Regions from separate parts of the Sus scrofa genome. Here region 1 is linked to region 2. A link is a contact called in public HiChIP or PLAC-seq data. All regions are on one chromosome and are shown on one strand. Each heading gives the region's core, a stretch centred on a gene start, on an enhancer-like site or on the middle of the called end of the contact. The rest is flanking DNA. Distances are from core to core; before and after follow the strand shown. Region 1 overlaps AK7 (adenylate kinase 7). Region 2 holds the start of GSKIP (GSK3B interacting protein).

The links. HiChIP or PLAC-seq counts read pairs in DNA pulled down with a chosen protein or histone mark.
Region 1: a contact with region 2 is called in an H3K27ac HiChIP or PLAC-seq map of alveolar macrophages. The contact joins the enhancer-like site here to the promoter of GSKIP in region 2. A contact is called at or near these places in 8 of 47 Hi-C or Micro-C datasets (adipose tissue, liver, mesenteric adipose tissue and 4 more) and 1 of 2 datasets of contacts at active chromatin or transcription factors (alveolar macrophages).

What each region holds. Positions count from the first base shown.
Region 1 is chr7:117,641,123-117,643,822 of Sscrofa11.1, reverse strand. AK7 (adenylate kinase 7) reads right to left here. Exons shown (of 18, transcript XM_021099676.1): 11 at 305-433. Among named protein-coding and RNA genes, the nearest start is that of AK7, 33 kb to the right of the region's middle. Within about 2 kb of position 1,337, at least 3 of the 83 cell types and tissues checked have an H3K27ac peak or open chromatin away from gene starts, as enhancers often do. A contact at or near this core is called in alveolar macrophages and omental adipose tissue, where this site is marked.
Region 2 is chr7:117,585,530-117,588,229 of Sscrofa11.1, reverse strand. It overlaps GSKIP (GSK3B interacting protein), which reads right to left and starts at 1,423. Exons shown (of 3, transcript NM_001243496.1): 1 at 1,406-1,423. ATG2B (autophagy related 2B) reads left to right here and starts at 2,056. Exons shown (of 42, transcript NM_001190277.1): 1 at 2,056-2,217. The coding sequence starts at 2,056.

The DNA of each region.
Region 1 (2,700 bases), core at 88-2,587, 56 kb before region 2:
AAAAGTGAAAAAAAAACCTTAAAAATGTTCCAATCAATAGAGAGAATGCAAGATACGTTTTGAGCTGCAGTTGGAGACAGACTAGACTTTAAGGACAAGAAACTCGTGGAAATGCTTCTACCTCACTGAGGAAAGCCCTGCGGGACTCTGGGTTTTCTTAACTGGGGCCAACAACAATATCCAATTAAAATAGCAAATCTCTTTGTAGGATTCCAAGGAGAATTAGTGACTTCTTTATTAAAAGACTAAGAAAAAGCCTTTTTAAAATATAAAAATTCGTGATAAAGTGGTTAAAAGGGTTTACCAGTTTTGCTATGGCTTCCGAAACAACATCCTTCAGTTTAATGTGATGCAGTTTGTAGTATTTGGACAACGCCTCCGCAATGCTGGATTTTCCCACGGCAGGAGGACCGAGAATGCAAATTTTGATGGGCTAAAAGAGGAGAAGAAGCATCAGGCAGGGAGCTCTGAACCGTCCGTAGCGAGACCGTGTTCTCTATTTCGAGGGTGTGCCTTGAGCCTCTGGATCCTGCAGGCGGACTTTCACTCCTCTGTCAAGACTCCTGGCATTTGATGAGCATCTCACGTGCCCTGACCTGGGCAGGGGAGACCCGCCACTCAGCCAGAGGCACTTGAAAGTACTAGGAAACCAAGCACTTGAGCCTGACATGCTACCAGTGTCACGTTTATGGCGCGCCCCCCTGTAGAGACAGCGGAGAAGTAGGAGAATTTCTGGTCTACTGTAGAGGCTGCTTAGCTTATTGCCTCATGAGCACTGTTTCTGGACTAAGTCTTTAATTATACATTCCCTTTTATTTATTAATTTATTTTGGCCACACCCTCAGCATGGGGAAGTTCTTGGGCCAGGGTCTGAACTTGAGTCACAGCAGTAACCACAGCCACAGCAGTGACAACACCAGATCTTTCATCCACTGAGCCGCAGGGGAACTCCTATAGGCTCCCTTCAAAAAAAAAAAAAAAAAAAAAAAAAGCTCATTTATTCTAGTTTTTAAAAATACACCTTTTTTTTTTTAAGTAACATTTCTTCTGAAAAATGCTTGAATGTTAAAGAAGCTTGTCACATTCCTAACTGGTGAGCAAATATTTATTTCTAACAGAAATAAAAATATCAGTAACAAAATAGTCATCTCTTTCAAAATAGTCCAAACAGTTGTGAAATGAGGCCTGGTATTTTGCAAGGCAAATTTTGTAATTTTTGTAATTAAAAAAATTAAAAAAAAATCATGACACCGAAAAGAGTTTCCATGGCAGTGTCCACATGCTTAAAGGTGACATCATTTGGGGCATGGAATCGGTTATTGCCGATATTAGCACCATTTGTCAGGCAAGGCTGTGAGGGAATAAGCAGGGTCCCTGCAGCGGTGCTGGATAAAGCGTGGTGGACGTGAATGACCCCCTCGGCTTGGGGACAGGCTCTCTCGGGGGATGGCAGGCAGTAGTGGGGAGGGGGGTTGGGAGAGCACCTCTGGAGCTGAGTCTTAATGGACAGGGCAGGGCTGAGGGGGAGCTTTTACCAAGGCCTGGGTCCAGCTGTCCGGCACACCAGGTTCGCATGCCTTGTTTGCGTCCACACACCAAGAGTGGGTCTGTCTCCTGGGGTTGGCGCGCCTCATTCAGATACGACATCAGCACCACGGTTTATTCATTGATCATGAGAAGTATGGTTGCCCCTGAACGTGAGCACGTGGCTGGTACCTTCACCGCCTCAAGGCAGACATGTATAGAAAAGAGCTTGATGAGCTTCGATCAGAACAGGGAGGGTTAGATGAATGGATGGTTGAGTGGTATCAGGTCAAGGGGACCCGAGGTGTCTGACTTTGCACAGGGCTGACTGGCCTTTGCTAAAGGAACTGGAACCGGGCAGTTCCCCGATGGCTCAGCCAGTTAAGGATCTGGCGCTATCACTGCCGTGGCTCAGGGCACTGCTGGGGTGAGGATTCATTCCCTGGCCTGGGGAACTTCCGCTTGCCATCGGCACAGCCAAAAAGAAATAAAAAATAAAATGACCAGCGAATCCCCGGCCAATAAGAAAAGATCAAAGTAATAATGAGACTTCTCTACGTCCTATCCACCCTCCCCCAGCTATTCATCCAGAGCTGAGACAGGCAGGCCAGCAAGGGACCTGACAGTTTCCCTGACCGAGACAACTCTGTGACAGTCAGTCTGGAACTTACGAGCACATTCAATCTGTGTGAAGCACAATAATCACCCACGTCAACTTTAAAATTGTTACTATTCAATGGGCAATATATTCTACAGAATATAGAACTGTTGGAGTTCCTGTGATGGCTCAGCAGTTAATGAACCCGACTAGCATCCATGAGGACTCGGGTTCGATCCTCGGCCTCCCTCAGTGGCTTAAGGATCTGGTGTTGCTGTGAGCTGTGGTGTAGGTCACAGACAAGGTTCGGATCCCATGTTGCTGTAGCTGTGGTGTAGGCTGGCAGCTGCAGCTCCAAGTGGACCCCTAGCCTGGGAACCTCCATATGCCATGGGTGCGGCCCTTCAAAGACAAAAAAAAAAAAAAAGAGATAAAAAGTATATTCCATCGAATATAGAAGTACATTGTTGGAGTTCCCATCATGGCTCAGCAGTTAGGAACCTGGCCAGTATCCATGAGACTGAGGGTTCGATCCCTGGCCTCAATCGGTGGGTTAAGGATCCGGTGTTGCTGTGACC
Region 2 (2,700 bases), core at 174-2,673:
TATGATATATTTGATTTTAGTCTGTGTGCCCATAAAACGTAAGCACTCCCTGAGGGCAAGGACTTGATCTGTTCACTGCAGCATCTCCAGCACCTAGAACAATCCCTGGCACATAGCAGGCAACCAATAAACACTTACTGAATAAAGGAATGGGCTTTTCACTATAGAACATAAGATCCCTGAATTTCTCTTCACCTTTTTCACATCACCAATGGTACAGATTTTCATGTAATGGATCCTTAACAAACATTTTTAAATGAATGAAGAGCAAGGAAACCGAAGGTACTGAGAATGCTTGGGCCAAGTCTACAAAGAATGAGAGGTACCAAAATTCGCAGCACTTGTATGACCCTGGAAAGCACAGTGGTTCTAAAATGAAAAGGTGGTTGAAGGAAGGGGATCCAGAGCTTTTTCCATCTGCCAACGTTTCTGGGCTGTGTTAATACTTCTAAGACGTTTGTTATCAACATACAAACGAAATCTCCTTAAACCAGTTGTCCTAATTGACTATTCTTCATTACACGGTATGCATCTGGACTCGTTTACATTCGTTCTCTAGTTAACCGGTTTAGGATTCCTAATAATCTTTGGAGGTAAGATATTACTAACATGCCTACAGTCGACAAAGACTCAGAGAGGGTAGTGGCCAGTTGAAGGTGTCTCGGCTAATAAGTGCCAGGAGCTGGAGTCTAACCCAGGGCACCTGGCTTCCGGGTTATGGAACACCGGCACTCAGGCCTTCTCGGGGTTGACCAAGTGCAAAGCCGGCTCCGCCTCTGCAGGAGTTGCCTCGTAAAAGGCAGAAATCCGACTGCGCAGATTCCCAGAACAGCACAGGTACCTTGCCCAGGTTTCCCCGGGGTCGGAAGGCTTTGGCATCGATCACAGAAAGCAGTTCTGCCCACCAATGCCTCGAAGACTCGAAGTTTCCCGTCGCTGGCGCAGCACACCCAGGATGGATAAAGCGCTTTGGAAACTGCAAAGCCGCTAGCTAGAGAGCAGCGAAAATGAAGCTTTGGAAAACAGTATCTAAATGAGGCGGGCGACGAATAACTTACCGACAATGGGCACCGGTCAATACTGGGGGTAGGGGAATGTTAGGGAGTGTGTGTGTGTGTGTGTGTGTGTGTGTGTGTGTGTGTGTGGAGGGGGTGAGCCAGACGGGCTGCAGCCCTTCAGGTGGAGCTCGCGGCGTCCCGAGCGCCCGTTTCGGGGTCCTGGTCTAAGGTGACAGGGACGGCCGAGGCTGGAGCCGCTCCCAGACCCCTCTTTGCACGGGGGCCTCTTCCGCCCTAGCCCCTCACGGCCCAACCCGCTGCGCCGCGTCCCGCTCAGAAAGCCCTGGGTCCGCCCCCGAACCCCCCTCGGCCTCCCGCCGCCCATCGCCAGCCCCGCGGCTGCTCACCTGTGCTCGCCCCGCGCCTTCCTCTTCTTCCCTCCGGAGGCTTCGGGAACCGACCTGCGGCGCCGCCCCCTCGCTCCCCACTCTCGCCCCGCCCCCTCGGAGCCGGAACTGCTCCCTTCCGGTCTCCTTTCCCCGCCTCTTTCGGACCCCCCCCCCCAGTGTGGCGTCACTTCCGTCTGCGCCCGGCCCAGGACTGGGAATCCAAGTCTCGCGAACGCGCCAGGGGCGTCCCGCAGCCGGGAGCGCGCCCCGCGGATGACAACAAATTCGTCGCGCGGCAGCGGTGGAGGAGTCCGTCTCAGCCCCGGTCGCAGGCGGTGCTGCCGCCTCGTGCGGTGTCTTGCACCCTCTTTCTGTGCCGACCAGGAACCCCTTGGAAGCCCCCAGGCTTGGGGCCGCTGGGACTCCGCACCTTGCCCGCGCCAGGCCTAGCGCGAGCGGCGCGGCGCTGGTGATGGGGTCGCCCTGAGGGACGCCCAGCGCTGAGCGGGCATGGAGGGCCCTCCCCGGGCCTAGGCCCCGCTGCAGCCTGGGCACACTGGCCGGGATCTGAGGCGCCGTCACCGCCGCCGCCGCCGCCTGGAGCGGGAGCCTGGCCCCGAGGCCGGAGCCGCCTGCAGCCCCCGTCAGCCCATCTGCCAGCCCTCATCATGCCTTGGCCGTTTTCAGAGTCCATCAAGAAGAGAGCCTGTAGGTACCTCCTGCAGAGGTACCTGGGCCACTTTCTGCAGGAGAAACTGAGCCTGGAGCAGCTCAGCTTGGACCTGTACCAGGGCACCGGGTCCCTCGCCCAGGTCCCCTTGGACAAATGGGTAAGAGCTGCCGGCGGCCAGCCTGGCGGAACTCACTCTACTCTTAAGGGCGCTTTGACCTAGTGTCATCCAGGATTGGTGACGTTCAGTCCCTCCCTGGGAATTGTTTGGCTCTAAGTGGGGCAGGACCCCAGAGAAATGTGTTCAAATGTTGTTTAATCTGTTTCTAGCAAGTTTGCGCTCCCAAATCACGTGCTCCAGAAACTTAACAGAGGTGATGGAGTCTACACTGTGGGAATCAGTGGTGTCTGGTTTTTTTTTTTGGTGGAGGGGAGGGCCGGGGGAGGTCTGCGGAAGGTGACCAGTGCTTCCCATGGGGATAGGAAGGGTTGCGGGGTGCTGTGCAAACAAACTCTGTTTCGTGGGCTGGGACTGCAGAAAGATTAAGGATGAGGAGGATCTTTGGGGATGTCAGCATGCCTAAATATTTCTTTATTTAGGGTTGATTCCTTGCACACTGCGGCCCCCCGGGCAGCGTTTGCG